Linked DNA regions of Mus musculus: all the other regions are linked to region 5. Evidence: chromatin contacts called from public HiChIP or PLAC-seq and promoter capture Hi-C data. All regions are on one chromosome and are shown on one strand. The core of a region is the stretch at or near the end of the contact, and the rest is flanking DNA. Distances in the headings are between cores, read along the strand shown. Region 1 holds the start of Tle5 (TLE family member 5, transcriptional modulator). Region 2 holds the start of Dot1l (DOT1-like, histone H3 methyltransferase (S. cerevisiae)). Region 3 holds the start of Ankrd24 (ankyrin repeat domain 24). Region 4 holds the start of Gna15 (guanine nucleotide binding protein, alpha 15). Region 5 holds the start of Atcayos (ataxia, cerebellar, Cayman type, opposite strand).

Region 1 (2,700 bases), core at 179-2,678, 360 kb after region 5:
TGCCCTCTGTGGCTAGGGGAGGTCCCAATCTCTCCCCACCGGGGTTTGCCATAGCCATGGCCTGGCTGAGCTTGGCTGGCCACTGTAACCTCTCCTCTCTAACCTCGTGGCCATTTGAGTATGACACTCAGTGATATTCGTCTCTGTCTGTCTCAGGTAAGGAAATGTTTGAGACAGGGTCTTGTTATACAGCTCAAGCTAGCCTGAAATTGTAGGAATCCTCCTGCCTCAGCTTGCTCTGAAGTGTTGGGGTAAATAGTATTGGCCCAAAGAACTATTTTATTTATTTTATTATTATTATTATTATTATTATTTTTTTTAGTTTTTCGAGACAGGGTTTCTCTGTATAGCCCTGGCTGTCCTGGAACTCACTTTGTAGACCAGGCTGGCCTCGAACTCAGAGATCCACCTGCCTCTGCCTCCCGAGTGCTGGGATTAAAGGCGTGTGCCACCACGCCCGGCTCCTATTTATTTTTTATTATTTTTTAAGACAGGGCTCATGGAGCCCTGGCTGCCCTGGAACTCACAAGGTGGGCTTGAATTTACAGAGATCTGCCTGCCTCTGCCTCCCAAGGGCTTAGATTAAAGGCTTGTGTTACCACACCAGCATATTTGTTTTAATCATTTGTTTTTGTTTTGTTTTGTTTTGTTTTTGGACAGGTCTCACCTCAGTAAGCTGGGTCACAGGTTGATGCTGAATTTTCGATAATCCTCCTGCCTCAGCTTCCCAAGTGTTGGGATCACACTAGGACCTGGGGAACTCTTACCTTTTATTTATGAGACAGGTCTCTCTTTGTAGCCCTGGTTGTCCCAGAAGTCTCTATGTAGACCAGGCTGGTCTCAAATCAGAGATCCACCTGCCTCTGCCCTGAGTGCTTGGATTAAAGGTGTCGGCCACCACCACCTCCTGTGGCCCGATTTAACTTTTTCATGTTTTGAGATAAGGGCTCCTATAGCCCAGGCTGTATTCACTGTGTAGATCAGGCTGGCTTCCACCTACCTCAACCTACCCAGCACTGGTAATAGGTCTTGTACCCCAGAACAAACCATGTCTTACTTTTTGTTGTTTTAAGACAGGCTCTCTGGTAACCCAGGCTGGCCGAGAACTCTTGATCCTCTTGCCTCTGCACCCCAGTCATTAGATTACAGGACTGGGCCCCCATCCTACCTCTGTGGGACAGGTGTCACTCTACTGCCCAGTGTGGCCCCCAGCCGTGCCAACCCTCCCGACTCCAAAGAGGACATAGCACACTGTAGGCACTCCATAAATCCACCGTGAAGCCTGGGTGTCCAGGCTGCGAGTCTGTGGCCTTGGGACTGGGGGCGGGGGGCACTGAGGCAGGCCTCCAGCTGGGGTTCCGGGCCGTGGCGGGGGCGGGGCGCGCGGGGCCAAGGTCACGGGTGGGGCGTCCGGGCCTGCGCAGTGCCGGGCGCGGCAGGTGGAGCGGGAGCCCGGGCGGCACCGCGTCGCCATTACACAATAGCGCGGGCGGCGCGGGCGGGCGGCGGGCGGCGCAGGAGGCGGGACGCGGGGCCCCGGAGCTGTCGATCGGGGACAAAGCGCGGCCGCCCGGCGCCCCCCGAGCCGCCCGAGCCGGGGCGCAGCCCGCGCCCCCCGCGACTGACATGATGTTTCCGCAAAGCCGGCACTCGGTAAGGGGAACCCCGCGCACTGCACCCCAGAGCTCTCCCTGCACCCCCAGCTCAGCTCACTGCACCTCCGGCGCTCACCCTGCACCCCAGCTCATCTCACTGCACCCCTTCTAGGTCGGATCCCGTCTCTCTCCCCGCCCAGGGCCTGTCCCAGGGGCTCCCTACGCTTCCCCAGCTCCCACAGGCCTGTTCTGTCCCCCCAGCCCTGGGCTCTTCCCCAAGGTCCTTGCACCCCACAACCCAGACCCTACGCACCCCACCAGTCCAGCACTGCATCCTTCAGCCCGGATCCCTGAACTTTGATCCCTGCCCTGAGTCCCCTCACCGCCTCCCCCACACCTCGCCCAACCCGACTCCAAGGTCTTCTTCCACCCCCACCCCCCACCCCCGGGCTCCGGATCAGCCCGCACCCCACTGCAGCCGCATTCGGCCTGTCTTCCTGACCTGGGGCTCAGGCCCAGAGCTGCAGCACCCCAGTCACAAGCCCATCATCCCCTCACCCCAGACGCGCATGTCCTCCAGCCCTAGATCTTGCATCCCCACCTCGGTGCACCCCCCCCCCCCCAGGCCCAGCTCTCTAAGAGCTTCAGACTGGCCTGCCACCAAGTCCAAGGCCCTGCACCCACCATCACCTCGGCCCTGCACTTCTTTCCACCTCAGATCTGCCCTGGCCCCAAGTCTGGTGCCCTCTACCCCCCAATACAGTTCCCGCACCCCCTGTCTCTCTCTCCAGCCCTGTCGGGCCTGGCGTCACCATCCGGGCCCAGCGCCACCCCCAGCCTGGCTCCGCGTCCCTCCTCCAGCTGCAGGCCCCGCACCCCAGCGGCCTTCCTCCTCCCAGCCCCCATCCTGCACCCTCAGCACTAGGGTTGGGGAGACCCTGTGCCCGTATAATGTCCAGTGCTCCCTTGTCCGGAGCCGGATACCCCGCAGTCTTCCCACCCCCCGCCCCCCCAGCACTAGGCTCCGTCCCTCTCATGTCCAAGCCCATCTGTCGTCTCCCACACCAGCTCCCAGTGGCCTTGCTCCCCACACCCTGCCCCTAGC
Region 2 (2,887 bases), core at 98-2,597, 440 kb before region 5:
ATGTATTTAAGAGAGAGAGAGAGAGAGAGAGAGAGAGAGCGCAAGCTGAGCAAGCCAGGGGAAGCAAGCCAGTAAAGAACATCCCTCCATGGCCTCTGCATCAGCTCCTGCTTCCTGACCTGCCTGAGTTCCAGTCCTGACATCCTTTGGTGATTAACAGCAATGTGGAAGTGTAAGGTGAATAAACCCTTTCCTCCCCAACTTGCTTCTTGGTCCTGATGTTTGTGCAGGAATAGAAGCCCTGACTGAGACACCAAGCTACAGAGTCTTTTACCACGTCATTTAGTTTTGGAACGAGGGCTCACTGAGTTGCCCAGGCTGGCCCGGAATTTACTTGGTAGCTCAGCATGGCTTCTAGCTCCGGATCCTTCTTTTGGGGGCTGGCAAGCGCTAGGATGAGGGGTGGGAGCCATCTCCCCTAGATTACATTCACTCCCATGTAGTCAGGAAGAAGAAGCAGCTATCCAGAAGCGGCTGGTGAGCTGGTGACAGCTCACCTCAAGGTAACTTATTCTCAGAAGGTTTTGGGGGGAGGGAACTTAAGTATTAGAAGGATTGGAATGGCCTAAGAAGGAAATAAGTTTGGCTCCTGACTCTGTAAAGTTCTGGGCAGGTCAGAGAATAACATTGCTTTGAACTCTTAATTGAGAGCCTCCGACCTATAGGGTCCAATTTGACTGATGATTTATTAATTAACTTATTGCTCACATCTTTAATCCCAGCTCTCAGGAGGCAGAGGCAGGTGGATTTTGGTAAATTCGAGGTCAGACTGGTCAACAGAATGAGTTCCTGGACAGCCAGGGACACCCTGTCTCAAAAAAAAAAAAAAAAAAAAAAGCATGTAAATAAACAATAAGCAGATAGGCTAGAAAAGTGAAAAAATAGAAAAGCTAAAGAAGGGGAAAAATTGAAAAATGAAAAAAAAAAGAAAGAAAGAAAAAGCCAGAAAAACAGAAAAAGAAAATTGACGGGAAGGGAAGAGAAAGAAAAAGAACAGGAAATGGAAAGAAAAGAAAAAAGCAAAGCAAAGCGAAGGGACGCGAAGCAAGCCTGTGCAACTGGGATTTGAACTTGACCCCGCCTGGTCTCTCTCGCTTTCCTCCGCAGGGTTTCCCCGGGTCCCCGCTTCCGGCTGGCGGCGACGTCGGAGGGCAACCGAGGACGTGCGTGCGCCGCTGCGTGCGTAAGTGCGTGCGTCGGTCGGAGGAGGGCGAGTCCAAGGGGGCGTGGCGTGCGAGGGGTGGCGCGCGCGGCGCGGCGGGCGGAGGCTCTGGGCGCGCACCGCCTCTTGGCTCCCGGCCTCCCCCGCGCGCGCTCGCCGAGTGGTTCCGCCCGACCCCCCGGCTCATTGTGCCTTCTCCTCACGCCGGCCCAAGATGGCGGCGGCTCTAGACGCCCCGGCTCTGTGACTCCTACAAAGAGGGGAGCTGGGGCCACACGGGAGCGGCGGCCGAGGCACAGGCCGGGCCGTCTGTCCTCAGCCGTCCGCCCCGCGTCCGCCCGTGTCCGCCCGCCCGGCTTCCCGCCGGTGGCCCCGCCCCTCCCCCAACCGCCCGCCTAGCATGGTGCGGCGGCCGCGCGCGCCGACATGGGCGAGAAGCTGGAGCTGAGGCTCAAGTCGCCTGTGGGCGCCGAGCCCGCCGTCTACCCGTGGCCGCTGCCGGTCTACGTGAGTGTACTTGCGGAGAACGCGGGGGTAGGAGTCGTGGGGCTCCGCGGCGGCAGCGGCGGCGGCGGCGGGTCCTTGGCCGTTCTCGGCCCGCGCCTGCCGTTGCCCTGACGCGGCCGGTCGCGTTGTCGCCGCCGCCGGCCCGGAGCCCCGCGTCTCCAGCCTTTGAGGACCTGAGTCTGGACCGACCTTGTGGGCAGGGGTGTAGAGACTGAGAAGTCGGGGATTCCTTGCCTTTCGTGGCGACCCCTCATGTTGTCACCTCAAATTGTCACCTCACGTGCCCTCTTCCAGTCATCTGTTTCTTATCCTGATGCCTTCTCCTATTGTCCTCTATGCCCTTTCTCGTTGTCACCTTTTGATGTTCATGGGCAGGTGCTAAAAAGAACCCTAGGAAGTCAGGGGGAGGTTGGCCCTTGGGTTTGGGTTGTCCCCCCACGTTCGTGGAGTGGTAGGAGGGCTCCGAATAGTTGTTTCTTCATGTCAGGGTGCCCGGCTGAAAGAACCTGAGAAGTTAGAGAGGTTGTCATCTCAATTTGTACCTCATGTGTCGTTTGACGTTGGTGGATTGGCCTGGAGGTACATTGGAATGCTGGAGCAGTTGTTTCTTAATGTTGGTGGCATGGCTAGAGGGGACTTAGGGAGTCTGGAGGTTGTCCTCTCATGCTGGTGGGTAGAGCTGGTGCGACTCTGCAAAGCTGGAGGTGTTATCCCTTAAAGTGGAAGTGCCAGAGGCAAGTGGGTTCTGAAGTCCAGGAGGGCCTGCGGAGGTCAGTGTACTGTCCCCTTGTGGCCCTTTGTATGCTTTGAGTAGAAGATACAGCAGTGGGGTTCCCTGGTGCTGCTGAGTTCACATCCTCACTGGGGTCCCAGGGAACATGTGTGTCCTGGGATGCCCTTGCACCTGTCCTCTGCCTCTTCGAATTAGGCAGCCCTGTGTGTCCTTGAACATTCCCACAAGTGTCCACTCAACTCTCCTGAGGTCAGCAAGATGGCTCAGCAACAGTCTTATAATCTGAGTTCCATGTTTGGGACATGGGCAGAAGGGAGAGTACCAACTTCCACAAGTTCTCTGACCTCACTGTGTGCACAGACACAGCCACTCACAAATGTAATAGGAATTTTGAAATATCTGTTTGTGTGTATGCTGGTCATGGTGGCACACACTTTTAATCCTGGCACTTGGCAGAGGCAGGAGGAGTCCTGACCAACCTGGTC
Region 3 (2,840 bases), core at 300-2,799, 440 kb after region 5:
AGATATGTATGTGTGTATGTATATGTGTGTCTCTATATATGTGCCTATATACATGTGCATATATGCATATGTATATATATGTATCTATATGTGTATATATTTATATATACATGTGTATATATGTACACATATTCTAGGACTCTCTGCAGAGAGGGACACACCAGTATCTAGAGTGTTATGGGACACAGAGGCAGGAGTTGCTTATTGTTTATTAGGGAGACCATATCTCCACCTGTGCAAGGCAATTTCATGAACGACTCACTTCTCCCCAAGTTCTGCCTCTCTGGGATTCTCATCCCACAGCTCCTGTCGTGTGTCCCTGCCTGCTGCTCCGTCTCCAAGACAGCTTCTACAGTGCCAACTTACATGCACAGAAGCCAGAGAGCTAGAAAGTCATTCCGCAGTCACTTGATAAATGTAGAACAGAAGAGTCTCAGGCTGTGGCCCAGGGATATTTTGTGGGTCCTGCATAGAGGGCTCTAATTTCAGGCAAGGCAGACAAGTGCCCACACACCTTAGAGCCAGAAACGGGGGTTGCAACCCCCACTTCCAGTTGATCTAAAGATTCCTCTGACCCAGCCTGGAAGCTGTGCACAGGTCCAGATGCATGTGCCTGAAGAATGAAATGCAGTTCTTATTGTGTACTCATGGTGTACCAGGCCTGTTGTGCAGGGCGGTGCGTTCTGCTCAGCCTCTGCACGGCCCTCCGGAGCTGTGTCTGGAAAGTCTATGTGAAACCCCATTGCACATATGAGGAGGGCGGAGGCTCCAACAGGTGAGGTCTAGGTCAGTCCCATAGGTGGATAATGGCGAGGCAGACCTGGGATTCAAGTTTGGAGTGAGACTTGAGAGCTACTGGAGCGAAGTAAATAATGAAAGAGTAGATGGGTGGACAGGTAGGTTGGAGGAGTGAATGGGTGAGAGGATGTGTGCGTGAATGAAGGGATGAGTAAGCCAATGCATTTGCCCATGAAAAGACGTTAGTAAATGGGTGGTGAGGAAATTAATGAGCGAATGGGTGAATGAAAACATTAGCAAAGTGCGAATAATGACTGTTGGAGAGAGTGAATGTGTGAAACGATGGATGAACGAATGAATGAATGAAAAGATAGGCATAAATGTATGAATGAATGAAGACTGGAAGGTGATGGCTGAATGAATGATGTCCATCATTGTAAGTAAGGTGAGCTGGAGGTGAGGAGTTAGCGGGCTGACACCCGATAGGGACCATCATGGAGTTGCGGGGCGGAGCCTTTTCAGCGGGATGGAGCGTGTCGGTGCAGGAGTGGGGTGGTGGGGAAGAGAGCACTATATAGCAGCGGGCGAGCGGGCCTGGGGAAAATGGGAGTAACCTGGAACTTAGAACGGATGTGAGCGGGCCCTGAGCTTTCGTGGAAGAGGTGGGAGGGGCCTGAAATCTAGGGGGAAGCTGGGCGGGCTCTGTGCCTGAGCCTGGTGAGGAAGGGTGCTGAGTCTGGAGAAGAGGTGTGCCACAGGAGGAGGGCAGAGCCCCGTGTCTGAGGAGGTAGGCGTGGTCTGATCTGGCCCCGCCCTCCTGCGGTTCGCCATGAAGCAGCTGTGCCTGTGTGCTGCTGCCTCCTTCGCGGTAGGCGTTTGGGTCCCTCTGCGCCTTCCCCTCTTTCCTAGAAAGAAGTTCGGCAGAGGGCGGGGCGCCTGTAGAGCCTGGGCGGGAAGTGGAGGGCGGTGTTGAGGGCAGGCGTGTCTGTGCAGGCGTGGGGTCAGCAGGCCGTTGCGGGATGCAGGTCTTGGAGGACACTGTGGACAGTGAGTGACTCAGGAACTGTCCATGTTCCTGGGCAGTGAGTTTAAAAACATTAGCGGCTGCAGTTCTGCTGGCCAGGCCTTGATGCTACCTGGGGGCGATGGTCTTGGCTGAGCAGCTGTGAAGGACGGAGCGAGGTTCTGGGCGCTGGAGGATAGTTTGGAAAAGGCCAGTCATCCCAGCATTCGGAGGCTAAGGCAGGGGATCTTTAATTTTAGTTACACCCAGTCTCAAAAAAACTAAGACAGTAAAATAATTGTGAACGAGGAGCTTGGCACCACCAAGCCCTGGCTTCCATGCCCAGCACTACATAAACCAGGTGTGATGTTCCACACCTGTCACCCCAGCCTCGAGGACTGGGAGGCAGGAAGTTCAGGAATTCAAGGTCATCCTGACTCCCAGGGAGTTTGACAGCAGCCTAGGCTACTTGAGGCCCTGACTCAAAAAACAAAAACAAAGCTGGATCATTGAAATCCTCGCACTTTGGGAGATTTCTGTGACTTTCAGGCTACCCTGGTCTACATAAGAGACATGCTATTTAAAAAAAAAAAAAAAAAAAAAAAAAGTTGTACCCTGTCTTTCAAAACTGGCTTTGGATTAAGGCACACACAGGTGGTTTGAGGAGGATTGATATCTGGAAGCTGCCCTGGTGGTGGGCCTGGATCACACGCTGGGGGGTGCAGGTTTCAGAGACACTGTCTGAGGCCCCCAGCCCAGGACCACCTATCCCACAGCTCCGGCTCAGCCCCACCGACCTCAGCTCCTGCCCACCCTGTGGCCGGTGCCCTATCCCAAAACCCGCAGCCAGAGGCAGGCGCCAGGCAAGTGCTCAGGGGTGGGTGGGGAGAGCCCGGAGCAACTGCCCCTGTTCCTTGGTGGGGAAAGGACATCGACCCACTCAGTCCCTCGCACCTCTGGGTGTGCCACCGCAGGGCCAAGACTGGGGCAAAAGTGACCAGCGACTGCTCCAGGCAGTGGAGAACAACGATGTGGCCAGAGTGGCCTCGTTGATCGCCCACAAGGGGCTGGTGCCTACAAAACTGGACCCCGAGGGCAA
Region 4 (2,700 bases), core at 9-2,508, 330 kb after region 5:
TGTAGCTCAGGTGGTTTTGAACTCATGGCAATTCTGATATCTCAGTTATCCAAGTGCTAGGATTACCAGTGTGAAAAACTATGCCTAGCTTTTAGTTCTAAAACAGGGAGTCTTTTGGCCCAGGCTAGCCTCAAACTCTTGTAGCTCAGTGTGACCCTGATCCCATGATGTTCCTGCCTCTGTCTCCGCAATGCTTGGTGACACAATCGTACCTCCCGTGCCTGGCTCATGTGGCCTTGGGATGGAAACCAAGCTCTCCCTGATGCTCAGGGATCTTCCTGCCTGCTGAGCCCCAGTTCCTGTTCTGCCCCTCCCCACTTTTATCAATTTCCGATACAATGTCTCACATGGTCTAGTCTGGCCTCTAATTCACAACCTTCTGGCCTCAGTGTCCCAAGGAATAAAGGATTTTGAAGGAATGAAGGATTTGATTGAAACAAGTGAAGCATTTTGGTCAGTTCGAGAGTTTAGAATTTTTAGTGAATGAGTGAATGAATGAATCCACTGATGCTCATAAGCCCAGAACAAAGCGCTTGGTGACCATGACCAGCAGCTTGGAGCCCTGGCTCAGGCAGTCGGAGGAAGAGACTTAGGCCCTCCCTGAGCCAGCCTGAAGCTCACCTTCATTCCCTTCCCGTGACACATACAGGTGTGTTTATGTGGTAGCACCCGCCAGGGCCACCTCCCCGCAGCCAGATGCACGACTCAGCCGCGAATGAGAGACTCAGCTTCTTGAAGCTTTGCTCTCCCCATCTAGAAAATGGGTCGGCAAGCGAGTCCCTGCTGCCTCCGGAGTCGTTGGCCCCGCCCGCTCTCGGCCCCTGTGCTGCATTCCACACTCACCCAACAGCAGGAGTTTCAATTCCTCGCGCTCTTGTTTTTTCTGTTCCAACAAAATCCTGTTGATCTCCTGGTCGATTCTGGCGGCAGTCTTCTCCTCCTCTGTCAGGCACCAGGGACAGCAGCCCCAAGTCAGGGACCGGGCCATGGTGGGCGCTTCACAGACCACCAGGTGACATCACAGGGCCTGCAGAGCCCAACTGTGGGACTCTTTCTTCTCCGGATGGAGTGGAGGTGGGGGTGGAGGTCACCCCAGGGCCCTCCGTGTCCCTGCCTAGGGCCTGTGGGAGCCCAGGCAAGGGCTTCAAGAGGCCTGGGTGCTGGAAACAGGGCGGGGACCTGGGTGCTGCTTCCCGCCCCCTCCAACTTGCCCAGACCTGGCCCTGCCCGCCAGACAGGTCGGTGGTGGAAGCTCCAGCAGATGAGGAGGGAGGGGTGGCTGCCTTCTGGGAGCACAGTCCTCGAGGTGTCTAACTTGACCCTCCTTCCTCCTTCCCTAAGAGAGTGGCCTCACCCCTGGGCTTCTGACACTGCTGGCCCCAGCTGCCCCCTCCTCTGGGCCAAATAGGAAGCGACCAGTGGGCACAGCTATTGCTCAGGGCTGATTTCAGAACTGCTGAGGCGGGAGGGAAGTCTGTGCTTCCGTGTCTGTCTGGCCTTCCTCAGCACACACTCACTAGTTTGACAGCTGAGGAGACTAAGGCATGGAGTAAAGGCAGGGACTTCCCCAAGACCCATGGAGGAAGCAGAGGGTCATGTCTGGCCCCTTGAGTCCCAGAGAGATTAGCAAGAAGCAGAAGAATCAGTGAGAGAGGGACTGATGCATTTATGGAATGCCTACTGTATACCAGGAAGGCTTCTATTTTGCTCCACAGAGGACAAAACAGAACTTTTTTTGTAAAGTTGGGTGACGGAGAGCTGTTTCAGCGGGTGAAGAAACTTGTGCTGTAGCCTGACCAGAGTCATCCCTGGGGCTCATATGATGGGACGGAGAACCAATTCTGTGGATTACCCTCTGCCTTCCACCTAAATCCCAAACCAAACAGATGGCGACAAGTTCTAAAAGTGCTGCACAGCCATCGAAGGGCTGGGGGCGTAGCTTTAATAGGGAGTCAGGAGAGTAAAGGTGACAGACACTAAAGGACTCTGGGAGCTGAATCACTGGGCTGAGCCCCTCAGACCCCAGGCTACACAGAGTGAAAGTTCTAGATCCTTCTGGCTCGTGTATCTCTAGCCTGGGGAGATAAGCGTAGCCTGGGAGCCTCTTGTCATGCAACTGATCTGGTTCAGAGAGGGTGTTAGACCCCGGAAACACAACTTCCTAGCCTTCGTCCTCCCCTGCTCCAGGTTGGTGGCAGACGGACATCGACAGGTTGGCAGGCCCACGCCTGCTCCACGCTGACTTCAGTTGACTGTTGATTCCTATTGCAGGAGATGGGAAGTGTGATAGGGGCGGGGTGGGGTCACTGAGGCCAGAGGGAGCTTCCCCGCCCACTGAGACTTGTACTGTGGTTGATAGGGAGCAAGCTGGGGGTTGGGTGGGGTTGATGGCGGGGGGGGGGGGGGGGGTGCATCAGAACTGGCCTGGGCTTGCAGAAGCTGGAGAGGCAGCACCCTGCTTGGTCCTTTTGGGGCCAGACACAAGGCCCTTGGGACAACACAGTGGGGACCAAAGCCTCGCTCTGATGCCTCCTGTGGCCCCCACCATTGCCCTCTGTGGGGGTTCCAGCAAGTGGAGCCTGTGAGTCCTGGGCCAGCCTGTGCCACAAAGTGAGACCCTGTCTGAATGTTTACAGGGGTGTGTACTGGGTGGTAAGTTCCCTGTACTTCCGTGAAAACATTGTATCAACTGCTAATAGG
Region 5 (2,713 bases), core at 26-2,525:
AGCCAGGCCAGGTTCCAAAGTCTGAATGCTGGCTGCCCTCTCTGAGTCCCACACCCTATGGCAGCTTAACCACCTGTAGGTCAAGATTCTGGGATCCAACACCTTCCGCTGTCTATGGGCATGGGGCGTGCACATGATGCACAGACACAAGCTCATAGAGAAGCCATGTGGGATGGCAAAGGCCTGGGGATCCGGATTTGTGAATTCAAGGTCATCCTGGTCTACAGAGTGAGTTCCAGGACTACACCTAAAAACCCATCTCAAAAAAAAAAAAGTGACTGGAGAGATGGCTCAGCTGTTAAGAGCACTGACTGCTCTTCCAGGGGTCCTGAGTTCAATTCCCAGCAACCACATGGTGGCTCACAACCATTTATAATGGGATCTGATGCCCTCTTCTGGTGTGTCTGAAGACAGCTACAGTGTACTCATATACATAAAATAAATAATTTTTTTAAAGCTGTTGCCATAGGCCCCTTCACGAGCTTTCCCGATAAGCCCACATTTTACAAAAATATGAACGTGTAATAGAGCATCCTCGGGACCCAGAAATGGAGCGTTATTTGGGAAGATTGGTCTGTTAGCTAAATTGAACGAAGGTGGGGCTGAGCTGTAGGCAGAAGAGGAATGATATAGAACAGATAGGTTCAAGCTGGAATGGGGGACCGGAGAATGCCGGCTCCGGGTGTGTGCACCAGGTTTCTGTTTCCGTATCAGGGCTTCACCCGGTTAGTGAGGACGGGCTCGTGGCTTCAGGTAACGCTGACGACAGCTGATAGGGCCGACACAGCTGACAAACCCCTGTGGCTTCTCAACCCGCTTTAAACTCCAGGGGCCAATGAGTTCTTGTGTCTCCAAAGCTGGTAACCAGACACCCCAAGTTATGAGCCTTGTCAGACGTCTGGGGCTTAGTAGCAAGGCCCCCTGAGTTGAGTCTTAATCAGTTAATTGACGCATTTATACGTTTTTGAGACAGGCTTTCACTATGTATCCTTGATCTGTGTTTGTGGTCTAGTTCGTACCTCCCCACAAGCTCCCTCGGGTTTAGCCTCTTGTAGGTCAGAGGGCACTGCTGTGCGCCATCCCGCCCCCACCTCCACCCGACCCAACCCCCCACCCCCGTCACAGCCTGGAACAGGTGCACGTAGCAGACCGGGCCTAGCCACGTTCGCGGTCGCTCAGCTCTTGACCATACTAGGGCAAGCAGCTCCCTCGCTATTAATAACCTGGCGGGGAGCCGGCGTCGTGTCTATAAAGCCGAGCACGCCAACCCCAAGCGGCTCCTTCAACCCCTGAGATCTTAAACAAAAGTAAGTACGCCAACCATCTCCCCTCCTTGGCCCTCACCCAGGCTTCCTGCGGCAGAAATGACCCCAAAAGTCAAAGAATTGTGTTAAAACGAAGGATGAGTGAAACACAGACCCTGCTGGTCCCGAAGGCTTGTGGGACAGCGGGCAGGAGGAGCTGTCATCTAAAGGGTGCAGAGCCAGGGACATCCCATCCTACCCAAGTGACCCCCAAGAATGCATGTGTGTCTTGGTGTGGGTGGTGAAGAGCTGGGGGATCAAAGAGGGGACTCTCTGTGTCCCCAAACTCAGTTCTCCTCTGGGTATGCAGCTCCCTGAACTTCTCTGTAGTTCAAAGCCAAAGCCATTTTTTTTTTTTTTTTGAGGTAGGGTCTCTGTAGCCCTGCCTGTCCTGGAACTTGATATGTCCAGGCTGGCCCTGGACTCAGGGAAATCCTCTTCTCTCTGCCTCCTGAGCGCTGGGATCAAAGACACGCACCACAACTCCTGGCTAAAGGGATTTTGTGGCTGTCCCACATGCATAAACCCAAGGTGTGTCCCCAAATTCCACCTGTGACCCATTACTGCAGACCTACTCCTGATGGCTGGAGAGACGAGGAGATGAGAAGTTCCTTTCCAGACAACTTGCAGTCACCGGGTGCATGGTGGTGTGTGGGGGTAGGGTGGATGACCTGGGGACACCCACCACTAGTGACTTCTGGCTCCTGTCAGCCCCTCCCCTCTGGCTTTGGCTGATCTTCCACTTAGTGTCCAGGATGCCCATCTCTTCCCTGGCCCTTGGAGACCTGAGGTCTGGAGAGCAGTGACCTTTGCAGGTGACAGTGTTGGACCAGGTGGGGCCCTGGGGTCTAAGTGCTGACTGAGTGTTCCGCTGAGCGCTGGCTGATGTCTGTGACAGGTGTCAGTGCAGGGATAGGACAGCACAGGGTGGGGAGGGCTGCCTGTCACCCATCTCCAGGTCCTGAGCAAACCACCACTATCACCTCAGTCTCTGGGTGTGGTTATTAGGACTTGGGGTGTGTGGGTTTTGGTGAGGTCACAGTCCTAGGGTTAAGTGTGGGGCAGGAGAGTCAACAAGAAAAGCTGAGAATCTGGTTCGGTGGATAAAGTGTTTGTCTCGAGTGCGTGGGGACCTTGGTCAGAATCCCTAGGACTCAACTCAACTGAGGCACAGCAGTGTCTGTATGGAGTCTGGAAATCCAGCCAGGCAGGGGACCTTATGCTCTGCTAGGTCCCACAGGCCAAGTTCTTCAGGATCTGGGGACAATAGAGCTGAGGGGTCAGCCACGAGGCCCCACTGCTGGCTCTGGGGCTTGTGAGTGTCCCTATCAGCACGGTAACCCATACGGGAGACAGAGGAACCTTGAGCTCATTTTGTGGGGATGTCTGGCTGGGTGTTCTGTGTGGGG

What was found. Promoter capture Hi-C pulls out the DNA fragments that hold promoters and counts their contacts. HiChIP or PLAC-seq counts read pairs in DNA pulled down with a chosen protein or histone mark. Capture Hi-C pulls out chosen DNA fragments and counts their contacts.
Region 1: a promoter capture Hi-C map of adipose tissue shows a contact between it and region 5. The contact joins the promoter of Tle5 here to the promoter of Atcayos in region 5. A contact is called at or near these places in 8 of 39 promoter capture datasets (HPC-7-derived erythroid cells, embryonic stem cells, frontonasal cranial neural crest and 4 more), 1 of 15 datasets of contacts at CTCF or cohesin (embryonic stem cells), 21 of 484 Hi-C or Micro-C datasets (B cells, the Ba/F3 cell line, the G1E-ER4 cell line and 7 more), 15 of 115 datasets of contacts at active chromatin or transcription factors (the SCID.adh cell line, craniofacial prominence, double positive thymocytes and 8 more) and 2 of 9 other capture datasets (adipose tissue and liver).
Region 2: an HNF4G HiChIP or PLAC-seq map of pancreatic cancer cells shows a contact between it and region 5. The contact joins the promoter of Dot1l here to the promoter of Atcayos in region 5. A contact is called at or near these places in 3 of 39 promoter capture datasets (liver and pre-B cells), 1 of 484 Hi-C or Micro-C datasets (cerebellum), 4 of 115 datasets of contacts at active chromatin or transcription factors (bone marrow-derived macrophages, microglia and pancreatic cancer cells) and 3 of 9 other capture datasets (adipose tissue, liver and pancreatic islet).
Region 3: a contact with region 5 is called in a promoter capture Hi-C map of stem cell-derived epiblast-like cells, with 4 times the contacts expected there. The contact joins the promoter of Ankrd24 here to the promoter of Atcayos in region 5. A contact is called at or near these places in 2 of 39 promoter capture datasets (pre-B cells and stem cell-derived epiblast-like cells) and 1 of 115 datasets of contacts at active chromatin or transcription factors (pancreatic cancer cells).
Region 4: a contact with region 5 is called in a CTCF HiChIP or PLAC-seq map of embryonic stem cells, with 7 times the contacts expected there. The contact joins the promoter of Gna15 here to the promoter of Atcayos in region 5. A contact is called at or near these places in 17 of 39 promoter capture datasets (the 3T3-L1 cell line, 3T3-L1-derived adipocytes, the C10 cell line and 10 more), 2 of 15 datasets of contacts at CTCF or cohesin (both in embryonic stem cells), 43 of 484 Hi-C or Micro-C datasets (CD4 T cells, CD8 T cells, the G1E-ER4 cell line and 13 more), 7 of 115 datasets of contacts at active chromatin or transcription factors (the SCID.adh cell line, embryonic forebrain, embryonic hindbrain and 2 more) and 4 of 9 other capture datasets (adipose tissue, embryonic stem cells, liver and 1 more).

Annotation. Positions count from the first base shown.
Region 1 is chr10:81,558,016-81,560,715 of GRCm38.p6, forward strand. Tle5 (TLE family member 5, transcriptional modulator) reads left to right here and starts at 1,429. Exons shown (of 7, transcript NM_010347.4): 1 at 1,429-1,653. The coding sequence starts at 1,627.
Region 2 is chr10:80,753,856-80,756,742 of GRCm38.p6, forward strand. It overlaps Dot1l (DOT1-like, histone H3 methyltransferase (S. cerevisiae)), which reads left to right and starts at 1,348. Exons shown (of 28, transcript NM_199322.2): 1 at 1,348-1,669. The coding sequence starts at 1,589.
Region 3 is chr10:81,632,150-81,634,989 of GRCm38.p6, forward strand. It overlaps Ankrd24 (ankyrin repeat domain 24), which reads left to right and starts at 1,550. Exons shown (of 20, transcript NM_001374016.1): 1 at 1,550-1,606; 2 at 2,518-2,604; 3 at 2,716-2,840. The coding sequence starts at 1,568.
Region 4 is chr10:81,522,967-81,525,666 of GRCm38.p6, forward strand. It overlaps Gna15 (guanine nucleotide binding protein, alpha 15), which reads right to left and starts at 1,259. Exons shown (of 7, transcript NM_010304.3): 1 at 844-1,259. The coding sequence starts at 988.
Region 5 is chr10:81,193,416-81,196,128 of GRCm38.p6, forward strand. It overlaps Atcayos (ataxia, cerebellar, Cayman type, opposite strand), which reads left to right and starts at 1,276. Exons shown (of 3, transcript NR_015477.1): 1 at 1,276-1,307.